5 separate regions of the Mus musculus genome follow, and regions 1, 2, 3 and 4 are each linked to region 5. The links are chromatin contacts, called in public ChIA-PET, Hi-C, HiChIP or PLAC-seq and capture Hi-C maps. All regions are on one chromosome and are shown on one strand. Each heading gives the region's core, a stretch centred on a gene start, on an enhancer-like site or on the middle of the called end of the contact. The rest is flanking DNA. Distances are from core to core; before and after follow the strand shown. Region 1 holds the start of Suds3 (suppressor of defective silencing 3 homolog (S. cerevisiae)). Region 2 has its middle 86 kb from the start of Nos1. Region 3 holds the start of Fbxo21 (F-box protein 21). Region 4 overlaps Taok3 (TAO kinase 3). Region 5 overlaps Ksr2 (kinase suppressor of ras 2).

What was found. Hi-C and Micro-C count contacts between places; a contact is called where the count stands out from the background. ChIA-PET counts read pairs in DNA pulled down with a chosen protein or histone mark. HiChIP or PLAC-seq counts read pairs in DNA pulled down with a chosen protein or histone mark. Capture Hi-C pulls out chosen DNA fragments and counts their contacts.
Region 1: a Hi-C map of CD8 T cells shows a contact between it and region 5, with 5 times the contacts expected there. The contact joins the promoter of Suds3 here to the enhancer-like site in region 5. A contact is called at or near these places in 1 of 39 promoter capture datasets (hippocampal neurons), 13 of 484 Hi-C or Micro-C datasets (CD4 T cells, CD8 T cells, Th1 cells and 8 more), 14 of 115 datasets of contacts at active chromatin or transcription factors (bone marrow-derived macrophages, craniofacial prominence, embryonic forebrain and 9 more) and 3 of 9 other capture datasets (adipose tissue, embryonic stem cells and liver).
Region 2: a contact with region 5 is called in a capture Hi-C map of embryonic stem cells, with 3 times the contacts expected there. The contact joins two enhancer-like sites. A contact is called at or near these places in 2 of 39 promoter capture datasets (cranial neural crest and hippocampal neurons), 1 of 484 Hi-C or Micro-C datasets (the N1E-115 cell line), 1 of 115 datasets of contacts at active chromatin or transcription factors (embryonic stem cells) and 1 of 9 other capture datasets (embryonic stem cells).
Region 3: a contact with region 5 is called in an RNA polymerase II ChIA-PET map of memory CD8 T cells, with 57 read pairs. The contact joins the promoter of Fbxo21 here to the enhancer-like site in region 5. A contact is called at or near these places in 19 of 39 promoter capture datasets (the 3T3-L1 cell line, 3T3-L1-derived adipocytes, the C10 cell line and 14 more), 2 of 15 datasets of contacts at CTCF or cohesin (the NIH/3T3 cell line and large pre-B cells), 1 of 484 Hi-C or Micro-C datasets (bone marrow-derived macrophages), 15 of 115 datasets of contacts at active chromatin or transcription factors (T-cell acute lymphoblastic leukemia, craniofacial prominence, embryonic basal ganglia and 9 more) and 4 of 9 other capture datasets (adipose tissue, liver, macrophages and 1 more).
Region 4: an H3K27ac HiChIP or PLAC-seq map of thymic regulatory T cells shows a contact between it and region 5, with 4 times the contacts expected there. The contact joins two enhancer-like sites. A contact is called at or near these places in 6 of 484 Hi-C or Micro-C datasets (cerebral cortex, cortical neurons, embryonic cerebral cortex and 2 more), 12 of 115 datasets of contacts at active chromatin or transcription factors (T-cell acute lymphoblastic leukemia, astrocytes, embryonic basal ganglia and 9 more) and 2 of 9 other capture datasets (adipose tissue and liver).

Annotation. Positions count from the first base shown.
Region 1 is chr5:117,114,706-117,117,405 of GRCm38.p6, forward strand. It overlaps Suds3 (suppressor of defective silencing 3 homolog (S. cerevisiae)), which reads right to left and starts at 1,288. Exons shown (of 12, transcript NM_178622.5): 1 at 967-1,288. The coding sequence starts at 1,108.
Region 2 is chr5:117,779,484-117,782,183 of GRCm38.p6, forward strand. No RefSeq gene overlaps it. Among named protein-coding and RNA genes, the nearest start is that of Nos1, 86 kb to the right of the region's middle. Within about 2 kb of position 1,283, at least 33 of the 459 cell types and tissues checked have an H3K27ac peak or open chromatin away from gene starts, as enhancers often do.
Region 3 is chr5:117,975,352-117,978,051 of GRCm38.p6, forward strand. Fbxo21 (F-box protein 21) reads left to right here and starts at 1,419. Exons shown (of 12, transcript NM_001346588.1): 1 at 1,419-1,688; 2 at 2,507-2,642. The coding sequence starts at 1,450.
Region 4 is chr5:117,137,531-117,140,254 of GRCm38.p6, forward strand. All of the region lies in intron 1 of Taok3 (TAO kinase 3), which reads left to right. Among named protein-coding and RNA genes, the nearest start is that of Taok3, 19 kb to the left of the region's middle. Within about 2 kb of position 1,266, at least 132 of the 459 cell types and tissues checked have an H3K27ac peak or open chromatin away from gene starts, as enhancers often do. A contact at or near this core is called in thymic regulatory T cells, where this site is marked.
Region 5 is chr5:117,508,910-117,511,628 of GRCm38.p6, forward strand. All of the region lies in intron 3 of Ksr2 (kinase suppressor of ras 2), which reads left to right. Among named protein-coding and RNA genes, the nearest start is that of Gm42013, 26 kb to the left of the region's middle. Within about 2 kb of position 1,267, at least 39 of the 459 cell types and tissues checked have an H3K27ac peak or open chromatin away from gene starts, as enhancers often do. A contact at or near this core is called in CD8 T cells, Th1 cells, memory CD8 T cells and 2 more, where this site is marked.

The DNA.
Region 1 (2,700 bases), core at 38-2,537, 390 kb before region 5:
TGGTCTTAAGCAAAGATCTGGATCCAATGGCCTGAGTGAAGAGGGTCAATTTTGTCTTCGCTGTACCCCCTCGTGGTCATTAAAAGAAGTGCACCTTTCACATTGAAAAATCCCTAGTTAAACCTTGATTTTGTTTTTGTTTTGTTTTGTTTTGTTTTTTAACCATAGTTAAAACAAACGCACTCAGTTCCTATAACTTGCTCTGCGTGCACTGAGGCCGGAGCAGACCCAAGTCCTCACAAAGCCGCCTCCTTTCCTTCGGTGGAAGGAACTTTCACGGAAGCCCTGTCTAGAGCCAGCTAGCTATGTTACTACGCATTTGAGAGACTTAAGATCCTGCCCGCAGTTGGGGGTAGCTTTTGGCTTTTTACAGCCCGACTCTATGCCTGAATACTGTCCACTCCGCCCATACAAAGACCTCCCCTTGCCCCTTCTGCTTCTAGCTTCTCCCCCACCTAGCCAGCTCCTTCCTCAATAATCCCTCTGGGTGTCCCTCACACCCGCCAAAAGGTAAATAAACAAGGTCCCGGATCGAGACCTGAGGCTGGAGGAGCGATCACGCAAATGCAGACTACTCGGACCTGAAAACAAATCCCAACCTCCCCTTTCGCCCACTTCGCCGTGGCAGGACACGATTCCATTGAACCCCTCCCAACCTAGGAGATGAGGACTCCAAGCTACCACGCAGGAGGTGGGTAAACAAGACAGCTTTAAGGTCACAAAGCTGGGGGCGGGGGAGAGGTGCCGGCCAAAGGAAGACTTATCGCCTGTCCCATTCCGGCTCCCCAAGCGGAGCTAGGGGCATTAAAACAGTGGGAGGAGAGAAGCTGGGAGCGAGAAAGCCAGGGCGAGCATTGCTCCGACCCGAGTGCGGAAATGAGAGACGCTGGGCTGGGGACCCCTGGCTCGCAAGAGCTCTGGCGACCTCTGACCACCCGCACCCGGGCCCCGTCCCCACACCCGCACCTTCGTCGGACTCTCGGCCCCGGCAGCTGCGCTCGTCGTCCTCGGCGCTCTCCAACTCCTCCTCGTCCTCCGGGTAGTACTCCGGGGCGGCCGGCGCTGCAGCCGGAGCCGGCGCCGGAGCCAGCAGCCCCGCGGCGCTCATGTCGCCGCCTCGGGGCCGCGGCGGAGCCGGTCCCGCGGAGATCGCGGCCGCCTGGCTGCGTCCCCGGAGCCCCGCAACCTCGCGCGGTTCCGAGCCGCGGGCACCGGGACTCCCCTCGGCTCCGAGCTCCGCCCCCCACCCCGCACCCCGGCGCCCGCGCTGGGCAACGGGGGCCTCGCGCAGCCGGCTACTTCCGGGTCGTGGGCTGCTCGGTGACAGCCTGATCAGGCCGTCCTCGAGACGGTAGGTGAGACGCCGGGGCTCCACGGTTTCTGACACGGCGGCCGCGGCGGCGTCACTGTCTTAAGAATCCGCGATCGGCCACGGCGGAAGGGGCGGAGGCGGGAGTCTCTGGAGTCAGGCATATCCAGGGGCAGCCGCGCCAGCAGTCAGGACCCCGGAGTTGGAGGTGGCACTTCTGGCAGTGGCCACCAGGCGGCGCCTGGAGTCAAAACTAAAGTGTGGATGGACTCGACCTGATGGGCGGAGGCTTTGCAGAGCCCTGGATAGGTAGCATGGTCTCTGATTCATGCAGGTGAATGGCACGAACGGTTCCCGCGGTGGGCTTGGACGCCTGGCCAGCCAGAGTGTGTGGGATACAGAAAATGTTGTGCGTGGTTGCTCCCCTGCCTTAATGGGGGCTTTATTAAAAATTATGGTAAAGGCAAGTTGTTGCCATTTCATCCACCGGTCAGGTGAAAGTGTGTCCCTAGGCCTTGCCAGTACTTTCTTTTGAGTAGATTTACTGGGTAAGCTGTTCTACCGGTTTTACAAATGATCAAAAGAGTTGTCATTCTTTCTCCTTTCAAGAAAAGAAAAAAGAAAAAACGGTGGCGTCAGTCTAGCATCCCAGATCCACAGCTGTCCACAGGATAACTTCCTTGTGCTTCCCCAAACATAATTTTTAAGGTATTTTAGCCTAAAACAGTAATTTAATAACCTGCTAATTTTTACTTGAGTAAATAGGGCATTTCCCTCCAGGAACTACATTGGCTTAAATTCAGAAGCCAACGCTGAGCAAAGTGACCTTTAGTCCCAGGACTAGGGAGGCAGAGGCAGGCTGAGTTCAAGGCCAGCCTGGTCTGCAATTCGTGTTTCAGAACAGCCATGGATACACAGAGAAACCCTGTCTTAAAAACAAAAAAAAACAAACCAAGCCATGAAACTGAATCTCTCCATGTGTTAATCTGTGTAGCCCTGTGAAACATAGTGTTACAGTTTTGCTTAGAAGAGGAGGAAGAGGAGGAAAGGGAAGAGGTGGAGGAGGAAGAGGAAGAAGGTGGAGAGGAGGAGGAGGAGGAGGAGGAATAGGAGGAATCATCTCAGCACTTGGGAGGCAGAGGCAGGTGGATTTCTGAGTTTGAGGCCAGCCTGGTCTACAGAGTGAGTTCCAGGACAGCCAGGGTTACACCGAGAAACCCTGTCTCGAAAAACAAAAAACAAAAAGAAGAAGAAGAAGGAGGAGGAGGAGAAGCAGAAGCAGTAGCAGCAGCAGCAAAAACCTATGGTCTCTGCCTAGTGGCTCACAACAATAATCCCAGGTGCTCAGAAAGACAAATGCAAGAGGACAGAGCAACATCAAGGCTTGCCTG
Region 2 (2,700 bases), core at 33-2,532, 270 kb after region 5:
ATCCCACACTCCACTTTGGAGCTCCAGAGGGGGTAGACCACAGCAGACAGGCGTGTTACTCAACCACGTGTGTGTGGGGAAACCTGTCTTGACTGGGGATAATGATACAGTAATTATTTAATCATCCAAAGGGACACAGGCCTGTCAGCTGCTACAGCCCCAGCACCTGGAGTAATGCCTAACACACAGTAGGCACTCAGTAGGTTCTTTTATTAAATAAGGACACAATAATTGCTGCCTCAATTCATCAAGTATGTAGCACAAATAATTACACCTTGTACCATTATTATACACTAAGAATAAATTTAAAAGGGGGATGTGTCTTAATTTCTGTCTCTGAATGGGAGGCAGCACTATGATACCTGTCCTTAAATCCCTGCACATAGTAGACTCTGTGTATTTACCGAGCCATGCACTGGAATGAACTGAGTGCCACTCCCCAGCAGTGAGGAGAGAGAGAGAGAGAGAGAGAGAGAGAGAGAGAGAGAGAGAGAGAGAGAGAGAGAGAGAGCAGCCCCCGGGGCTATGGGGGAAGGTGCTTAGGGAGAATGGGAACTGCTTTTCCATTCTCCAAACCCTTCCTCTGACTCAAAGTGCTTATCAGTCCATCGTCCACAATAGCTGCAGCAAAGCCCAGAGAGGTAGAGGAACCTGCTTGAGGTCACACAGCGAGCTCGCCACATCTCCTGACTCCATGTCCAGAGCTCTTTTTTCCTCTCGCATCCCCAGCTGGGGGTCCACACTGGAACCCTTGGATCAGTCAGGGCACGGGTGGGTCAGGAGAAAAGATATCAGAAGCCTGGCACAAAATACCCATCAGCAGGTCGTAATTTCTTACTTGGCTGTGTGTCTTTTAGAACTGACTCCCTGCCCCTGAGCCTCAGTTTTCCTGATCCAAACAAGGGGCTGATGTTGTTTCCTTTGCAGGCAGCATTGTGAGAAGTCATAACTCTGTGTCAGGCTGAGCGAGGGGTATAGGCCTACACCCCTGCTGTGTGACTTTGAAGAAGAAAATTAGTTTCTCTGAGCCTCAGGTGCTTTGTGTACAAATGGTTACTAAATAGCCACTTTGTGGAGCTTGTGAGCTGTGTTGGGGGGGGGGGGGCAGCACAGGCACCTATCCTGGCACATAGTAAATGCTCAGTTAACGCTCCCAGGATTCCTGGGTGCCGCTGTGAAAGGCTGGATTCAGATCCAGCAGCCACAGCCTAGACACAGAAGACTCATGGCTGCAATCCCGACTCCAGGCCGTGCCAGCCAGCTGAGGGAAACCTGAGCCACCTCTATCCCTGGCAGAAGCCGCCACAACCACCACAGCCTCTGGAATGAAAGAAAGGTCAGAGTCTAGGGAAGCAGGGCTGGCGTGATGGAGGGAGGGCTGCCTGGGGGCTGGCTAGCCACCCTCACCTCTCTCCTCTCCAGGGGAAGCCTGACCAGCCTGAGCCTGGGTGTGCCGCCCCCTCCTGCCCAGGGCTTGGCCTCTGGGCCCCGTGCTGAGCCGCCTCCCAGCCTGCCCCTGGGGAGGGGCCACCTGGTGTCAATTAAGGCCCTGAGTCGCTTGGCCGCACCACGCAGGGCTGCTGATTAGAGCTGCAGTCTCTCCAGATGGGGAGCCCGGACTGAGGGGCGACACCACCATGCCAGGGGGAGGCTTCGCAGGAGCCCGTGAGTAGCAGGTGGGGGGCTCTGTCCCCTGGATGGGAGGGAAGCTGAGTGTGTGCGGGCACTTGGGCATCAGGGGAGGGGGGGGCTCTTCCAGAAGAGTTTGCTCCTTAGAGGCCTTTCCGGGCCTGCCAATAGCCTGGACCCTCTTCTCCTCAGCCTCCCCTCAAGGAGACCCCAGGGGACCGTATGCCATCCAGTGTCCTTCCTCCAGTCACGCAGTTGCAGAGGGCACCCCCACACTGCGTCTGAAGGAGGCCTGAAGGGTGGATGAGGGACCAGCTCAGTCGGAGGCTATTTGGAGGAGTCCCTGACTCTCTCCTGGACACCCCACAGGGAAGGCTTGCCTCTGTTGCCCCCCTTGGGTGGGCATCTAAGACTGAGTTCCTATAACCTACTGGCCCCAGAGCCCTTGCTGTGGGTGGCCCCACAGAGGAGCCGGAGTGGTCTCTGCACCAAAGCAGCTCTTCGAAGGGGGAGAGGCTCCAGCTCCAGATGCCATGTGTCCTAGGGCACAGAAGACCAAGCCAGGTCCAGCTTGCACCTGCTTCAAGGGTCATTGGCTCAGCTCGGTAGGGTTTGTATCACGGAGAAGTTGATCCCCAAGATGGACAGTGTATGTATGTATGTATGTATGTATGGGGCAGCTGCCTGCTTGTGGGACGGACTCTGGTGAGAGGGAGGGGGAGGTTTACAGAGGCCTGTAAAATGTGACGTGACTCATGTTTGGCCCCTGGGCTTCGTCGTGGAGCCTGGGCTCTCAGCTGGGAGAGCTTTCTGGAGTAGCCACAGAAGGGTTTGTATGGTGGCACCACCTGGAGCTAGTGAAGGTGGAAGTTCTAAAGTTGGAGGACACACCTGGGTAAGACCCAGGAAAGTGAAGGCAGCTGTCGACACGTTAGAGCAATAGGCAGATCCTTGGCTAGCCATGTCTGTATTCGTGCAACCAACTTCTGTCAAGCTCCGCCGTCCTCGGGGTACATGCTCCCTTCATGTGCGTTTCCTGTATGATATCTGTCACATGCATCTTGGAGTCTG
Region 3 (2,700 bases), core at 169-2,668, 470 kb after region 5:
GAGACCAGCCTGGTCTACCAAGTGAGTTTCAGGACAGCCAGAGCATATGGTAATTGTTGTATTGCCAGAGAGGGCATATATGTCCCCCAAATCATGAAGGATTGTTGAGTGGAAGACAATTAAAAGCAGACACCATGAACACCTCTAAAATCACACTCAGCATTTTGGGAGGCAGAGTCAAAGGGATCAGCGGCTTGAAGGAGCCCAGTCACACAGAGGAGAGCTCCCCACGATACTTCGACCTGCTTCAAATCAGGACATAGATTCAGGGGTTACTACTATTCTCCACACCATCATAGAGCTAGAAATAGGGGTCCCCAAAAACAAATAGTATGCTTGCCTCAGTACCCAGTGGAGAGTGAGTCACCCGTGGAGAAGGCCAAATCACTTCCAGGAAGTGCTTGGTATAAGATAGCCATTTTCAACAGCTTAATTTTGGGACTATGGCATGGCTGTAAAGTGCATGGCTAACCGGCACCAAGCCCTGGGTTTCACCCCCGCACTACCACCTCTGAAGTACATCTTGGTGGTGTATGCCTTTAATACAAGCTATGGGAGGTAAAGGCAGGGGGGCCAGAAACTCAAGGTCCTTCTCCAATACATAATTCAAGACCAGAGTGGACTACATCAGACTCTGTCTCAAATTGCTTTTGAGATCGGATCTTAATATAGATAGCCCAACTTTTGATCTGCGTGCCTCGGTCTCCTGAGAGCTGGGAATTAGGAAGTAAGCCACCATAGTCATTTTTAACTTTTAGTTATTGTCTATGTGGACTCATGTCCCATCGAGAAGGTGAAGGCCAAAGGGCAATTTTGTTTTGTTTTGTTTTGTTTTTCGAGACAGGGTTTCTCTGTGTAGCCCTGGCTGTCCTGAAACTCACTCTGTAGACCAGGCTGGCCTCGAACTTGGAAACCCACCTGCTTCTGCCTCCCAAGTGCTGGGATTAAAGGCGTGCGCCACCACTGCCCGGGCAACCTCGATATATTTATTTTCGAGACAGGGTTTCTCTGTGTATCTCTGGCTGTCATGGAACTCGCTCTATAGCTGAGGCTAGCCTCGAACTCTGAGATCTGCCTACTTCCACCTCCTAAATGCGGAGATCAAAGGTGCCACCGCCTCCCCGAATTTGCGTGTCATCCTAGGCGCAGCATCCATGCAAATCTCTGCATCGTTCCAGTTTTAGTATCTGCGCTGCCGAAGACGAGCACCCAGCTATCATTTTTAAAAATGCCCCTGGGAGAATCAGGACGCGAAAGGACCATTTATCTCTGCAGCAGCAGCCAGCTCTCGCCTCTGGCTCTTCCCAGTCCTCCAAGCGGAGTGGGCGGGACCCCCTGGCGTGGGCGGGGCGTTCCCAGCCACTCCCCCTGAGGGCGTGGTACGGCTTCTTAGGCTCCTATCGCGCGCGCGCCCGCCCGCACAGCGGCCCCCTCAGGTACGCGGACAAGATGGCGTCGGTAGCGGGGGACAGCGCTATGGAGGTGGTGCCGGCGCTGGCCGAGGAGGCCGCGGCTGAGGCGACGGGCCCCAGCTGCCTGGTGCAGCTGCCGGGCGAGGTGCTGGAGTACATCCTGTGCAGCGGCTCGCTCACGGCGCTGGACATCGGCCGCGTGTCCAGCACCTGCCGCCGCCTGCGCGAGGTGTGCCAGAGCAGCGGGCAGGTGTGGAAGGAGCAGTTCCGGGTGAGGTGAGCGAGCATCCCGTTCCCGGGACCCGCAGAGCCCCTCGGCGCCGGGCCTCGCGTGGGGCCCCACCCCGCCACCCTCCGGGCCTCCGGGCCGCGCGCCGCCCTCTTCCCGCGGCCGCAGACAAAGGCCTGCCTGCAGCCCGGGGGGCCCCCTCCGGAGCTCCGATGGGGTCGCGGCAGCCGCCCGAGGCCGGGGCCTCCGGAGCGCTCCGCCCCGGGGGGCTGCGGCCTTCACGCGCCTCCCGGCTGCAGGAGGAGGCGCATCTTTTGTGGCCGCTGCAGGATGTTGACGTGCAGGCAAAGCAGCGGTGCGTGCATTCCTGGCTAGCTCCTTAGGATGCCGGCATCGGACCTGCCAGTCCAGCTCGTGACCTTGGGGGTGGAGGGGGTGATGTCGGTCCACCTCCCTTCTCCAGAGCCTGGGTCTCCTGGTCGGTGATGAGACCCCCCCTCCTTTTTTTTTTTTTCCCATTATGGGGAATCAAATAAGATGAGGCCCGGGTTTGCAGGGCCTGATGCTGAGGGAGGCGCGCCATCCACGAGAACCGTTAGCATCACTGTGATTGTGGCCAGCGCAGAGATTGGGGGGCGGAGGGGGGGCGGCGGCTACTGGTGGTAGAAACGCTGCCTTTCGTGTCGCCACGCCAAGGTCACTGCATCTGAGTAGTGAGGGAATGCATTGCATACGCTATGATTATTGCAACTAGAGCCTCTGCCAAGTCCACCCCCCCCCCCTTGCCCGCAGACTCCTCCGTGGTTTTTTGCAGTCTCTGCGGAGCTGAGAAAGGGTGTTTTCTCTCCCCCCCCCCCCCTTATAGGTGGCCCTCCCTGATGAAGCACTACAGCCCCACCGACTACGTCAATTGGTTAGAGGAATATAAAGTTCGGCAGAAAGCTGGGTTAGAAGCCCGGAAGATTGTAGCTTCCTTCTCCAAGCGGTTCTTTTCAGAGCACGTAAGCATCAGGCTTGGTCATGCTCTGTGTGTGTGTGTGTGTGTGTGTGTGTGTGTGT
Region 4 (2,724 bases), core at 16-2,515, 370 kb before region 5:
TAGTAATTATTAGCCAAATTATTTTTCAGTCCAACAGACTCAGAGTCAGCCCCATTTCTCCCTTTGTCCACCCACTGAAAATTCCCCTCCATTTGGTAGAACTTAGAAGAGCCACAGGGAGAACAAAGTATGGGTTTGTTTTCAAAGTATTTATGTGTTCCTGTGTGTGCATAGTCGTATGAGGGTATGAGGTTAAGGGTAAGTGTCCCCCTCTATCTGCCTCACCCAGCAGGCAGGTTACGGATGATCACCACGCCCTTCATCCACATGGGCATTGGGGATCTAACTCTAGTTCACACGCTGAGCTGGCTCTCCAGCCAGAGGGTCGTTTGGTTTCGTCGTTTTGTTTTGTTTTGAACTTATTTTCTCTGTGCAGTGTGTGCTGGTTCCTCTTGCACACCCGGTCAGGTTGAGACTGTATTTCAGCACTTTAGGTCAGATTAGGGAGAACAAAAGGGTTTTGTTGAGTTTTTCTTTAGCAGACCCAGAAGATAAAGAAGGTATTTTTGGTTTGGTTTGGTTTTGGTGTCTTACCGTCGATCTCTGGGGATTGCTGTCCTCTAAGGAGTCTGTGAACTTAGATGCGTCGAAGACAGGTTGAGCAGATTTCCCTGGGATGGCAGCTAAGCAGACGTGAAGTAGGGAGATACTGAGACTAGACTGACTAAACCATGAAACTGTGTACAGCTTTGCTAAGGCTCTGAAGCCCCTGTGGACATGGTCCTGACACTTGAAAGTCTATAGCTCTACCTATAGCATGACCCTCTTGTCTCCTGCTTCTGGATTCCTCTGTGTCTGCCTTGTACTTAGACTGCCCCTAGTTAGACTTCCTCAATACTGCTGTAAAAATTAAACTGTTCCCTGCGTCCCGTTCAGACTCCGTCCCCTGTGTCTTCATTTATGGGTCACCATAGCTGGCTCCCTCCATCCTGGTCTCTCACCCACCCACCCTCCCCAGCTCATACCCAACAACCTTTTCATTCCTTTGCTTTTTGGTTGTTATTTGAGACAGGGTCTCACTGTGTGCTGGCCAGGCTGGCCTTGAACACTCCATCTTCTGGCTGGGTCTCTCCAGTGCTGGGGTTGGAGGCATGCACCGCCACGCCCTGCTGCACAGCCTTCTTCAAATGCCACTTCCAGCACTGAACTCTGCATGCTGGGCCTCTGAGGTTCCCACTTTCCACTGCGAGGTTCTCCACGCCCTTGCTAATCTGTCCCCAGAGTGTTTATCCAGCCTCACTTCCTCTGCTCTTGGGCGGGCAGGCGGGCGGGCGGTCCCTTCAGCTCCTTTGCAGTCAGTCAGATGTTCCAGGCTCACCACTGGTACCAGTGCTTGTTATTTCACCAAAAGTATCTCTAGCTCTCAGACTTTACCTTCTTTTCAAGCCCAGTGTCAGGCTCACTTCCTGTTTGACTTTTCCCCTGCCTATTTCTGCTGTCTTTTTGCTGAGCCAAGGTTTCATGTAGCTCAACCTGATGGCTCCCTGGGTCATCAAAGCTGGCCTTGAATTCTCCTGACTCTACCTCCTAAACACTAGGATTTCCCCCAAGCTCTTACTACATAGTCCGGACCCGCCTAGAACTCCTCCTATGTTGTAGATCAGGCTGCCTTTGAACTCCCAGAGATCCACCTGCCTCTACCTCCTGAGTGCTGGAAGTTTAAAGGCGTGTGCCACCACCAGGCTTGGCTTCCAGGTGGTTTTTAATGTATTAAACCAATGAACAAAACTGTGTGTGCCCACGTCACTTGCTCTCATAGACTCCAGCGCTGGACAGTCACTAACTTTCTGTCTGATTGTGGACATTTCATTATGTGTGGGATCAGACCCCATGTGGCACTGTGTGAGTATGTGAGAGCCCTCCACTTTGCATGATATTTTCTAGACTCATCCATGTTGTATCATGTGCCACCTGGGTCAATACTCCATTCCCTTTTAAGACCAGCAGTGCATGCCGGTGACACTGTCTCCTGTGTGTTCATCAGTTGATGGGCACTTGAGGTGTTTCCATTGCTGATCGTAACATTGATGTGAGCATCCACATATGCATTGCTGTGTGTGTGTGTGTGTGTGTGAGAGAGAGAGAGAGAGAGAGAGCGAGAGCGCGCACTCCCTGGCTTTGAAGTTACAGACAATCATGAGTGCTGGAATTCAGGAGAGCACAAAGCACTCGTTATGGCTAAAGCTGTCTCTCCGGCCCCCATGTATACATTTTCATATGAGCATATGTTTTCAATTCTTTGGAGTATGTGCCTAGGAGTGCAATTGCTCATAATTATTTTTGTAAAGTAATAGAAATGAAAATTCCTTAAAAATCATCTCTCTTAATTATTCCACACACATACACAAAATATTGTTTATTTAGTTAGTTGGTCTCCTGGATCTTTTCATCAGAAGCGAGATAGACACAGAACTTCAGCTTGAGTCCTGGACAGATGGTCTTTAATTCTGAGTGAACAGTCCCAGTTGCCCGTCACCATGAGGACACTGTGCAGAAGGCATGCCTAAGCGTCCTCAAATTGCTAGTCACAAGGAATGAAGTTAAGGAGTGGCCGTGTCATGTAAAGGGTAGATGCCATCAGGAAGTTGTCAGGGTACTTCTTTACACCCGGTGGCGGTGGGATCTATACGAAGTCCCAAAGGCTGGCCAGCTTTTCATCAGGTGTGGCAGGACATGATCAGTGCACGCTCAGCCGAGTTCAGAGGGTGGGAACAAAGCCGGGGA
Region 5 (2,719 bases), core at 17-2,516:
TCTCTCCAGGGACTGAAGACACACACCTAAGGAGTTAGCCCTGTTTGGCCATGGGTCTCCATTTCCTTTCAAGCCCTAACATATATACTTATAATTACTTGTATGCTTGTGTAGGTGCATGTACAGCACACCCACATCTCTGTGTATGTGGATGCGTACACCCGTGTGGTGCCCAGAGCTCAGAGGAAGGGGCAGGCTATGTGTCTCCCTCACTCCCCACCTGGTCCCTTGAGGCAGGCACTTTTGGAACCTGGGACTCACGAAGCTGGAGCCAGCAAGTCCCAGCTGTCCTTTTGTCTCTGCCCTCCTCAGGGCTGGGCTTCTAGGCATGTGCTGGATGCCTGGTTTGTTATGTGAGAGCCAGGATTTGAACTCTAGATCTCCTAATTCCAGAGAACACTCTGCCCCTAAATCTTGGTGAGCCACGGATTCTGCGGCACCCCGGATGAAGTGTGGGCGTCCCGTCTCAGGCTTGCCCCCTCTGTCCAGAACTCCCTGTCCCTCCCCATTTACATCCTCAGACCCAAAGCTCCTCCACCCCATCCCACCCCAGAGACCCTTTCGGGATCCCACAAACTGAGCTGACTCCTGACCTTTGACCACTAGAACATCCCGCACTTCGGGACTCCGAGGACTGTACCGTAGAGCCCTCCCCACCTCTCCAACTTCCCCTAAACTTTGTAGCAGGACTTTCCGGTTGTAGGCAGGCAACTGCCGCCCTAGGCTCTTGGTCTCTGGCATCCTGACCAGGTTGAATTAATTGATCCACATTGGACAAAGTGCCTGGGAGAGCTGCATGCTGTGCCTGCTGTACATATCCACTAAGGGGCAGCATTGAGCCAGCCACCACGGCTCCTTCCTGTTTTTAACACTCTTGTGCCCTCAAAAATTGTAACTACTTCCCTGAAGCTTCTAAACGCCTCGGGTCTGGCTAATTCCCACCCCCACCCCCACCCCCATTCTCCCCCCCCCCCGCCCCCGCCTTTCCGTGTAGCTAAAAAGTCTAGTCTTAAACTAGTAAGTTGATGCCTTCTCCACCAGACTCCTCCCTCCCAGGGACTGCGAAGCCCCACAGGGTGCAATCTGGACCCTCTGTTTTGTCTCCTCCTGGCTGGATCGTCCCAAGTCTGAAACTGAAGATCACTCACTCATTCAACACAGAGGCCTCTTCAAGGCAGGCTAGCTTAACCCCATGGATCTGGGGTGGATGAAAACCCCAACATTTGATAACTCTCCGGCTGCTGCCACACACCTGGTACGGTTTGCCCTGTGGAGATGTGCGCTGGGTAGTCAGGGGGGAGAATGGTTTTGTTCTGTGTGGGTGAGGACGGAGCTGAGGCAGACTCCGCAGCGCAGCAGCAGCAGCAGCAGCAGCAGCAGCAGCAGCAGCGGCAGCAGAACACGGTGCAGGATGGGGGCATGGATGGCAGGAAGAGTGGAGCAGGCCACAGGGTGGCAGATCTTTGGGATGGGTGGTAGTGGTGATTGTCACATGAACAGGGGACAAGGTGTGCCACCAGCTACTTAGCTGCTTTTTTCTTTCTAATTTCTAGTTCCTTTAGGGTTTTTGTTTGTTTGTTTGTTTTTGTTCTTTTTTTTTTTTTTTTTTTTTTCGAGACAGGGTTTCTCTGTGTAGCCCTGGCTGTCCTGGAACTCACTTTGTAGACCAGGCTGGCCTTGAACTCAGAAATCTGCCTGCCTCTGCCTCCCAAGTGCTGGGATTAAAGGCATGCGTCACCACTGCCCGGCTCCGTTAGGTTTTTAATTTGAATTTTATTTTTTTGTAACAGGGACTTACAGGTTCAGAAGCACTGATCTGAGTGCTTACTCTGTATCTGCTGGGCCTCCAGGGTTGGCAGCCATTCTCAGGGACCGGGGGCTTGTGCAGAGACTTAAAGTGAGTGACTCTTCTGGAAGTTGTGGGGACAAGCAGGCTTCTGTGGTGGTAGGGGGTATGGAGAAAACCCCAGGGCCGCTAAAGACTGGTTGGGCACTAAGTGGTTGGTGCCCATGAGACAGAGGCCACTGCAAAGCGTTCACGCCTGTCAGTCACATGACCTCAGACAGCTGTGCTGGCGACAGCATAGGGGAGCCGCTCAGAGCAGGGTGGGACACTGCACATCCTTCACGGAGCTGGGGGACCGTGCAGAGAGAGAGAGAGAGAGAGGGTTAGAGCAAGGAGCTGCCCCTCCCCGGCCCAGGTCTTTCTTTGCTGGTGTATTTGGTCCTCCCGGCCCCTCCGGGGTATCAGGGGATGGGGGGAGAACAGGAAGCTGGGAACAGGAAGCAGAGAGGCCCTGAAATAGAGCAGCCTCAGATGCTCTGTGGCTTCCTACCAGTTGGGCTTTGAATGGAGCCCCCAGAAGCACCCCCGTCTCCTTTGACTAGAACAAAGCCCGAAGAGTGGTCTTGATTGCTCCATTGTGAGCCTTGCTTCTGACTTGGAGAAGGATGGAGGAAGAGCAGCTCCCCTTCCAAGAGAGGCCTACAGGGACAACCGCGTGTGCCGGCAGGACGCCATGGCCCCCTTCCCAGGGCCTACTCTCAGGGTCCCTCCCATCTGTCCCAGAGGCGCCTCTGTGCCTGTGGCTCAGCCGCTTACCCTGTCACTACCCACGGGACCGCCTCTGCTTTATCAGTGCTGGAGCCAGGGTCACGATGATAGGGAATCTCTGGCCTAGGGACCCATGTTCCTCTAGTGTCTGGTAATGCAGCCCCC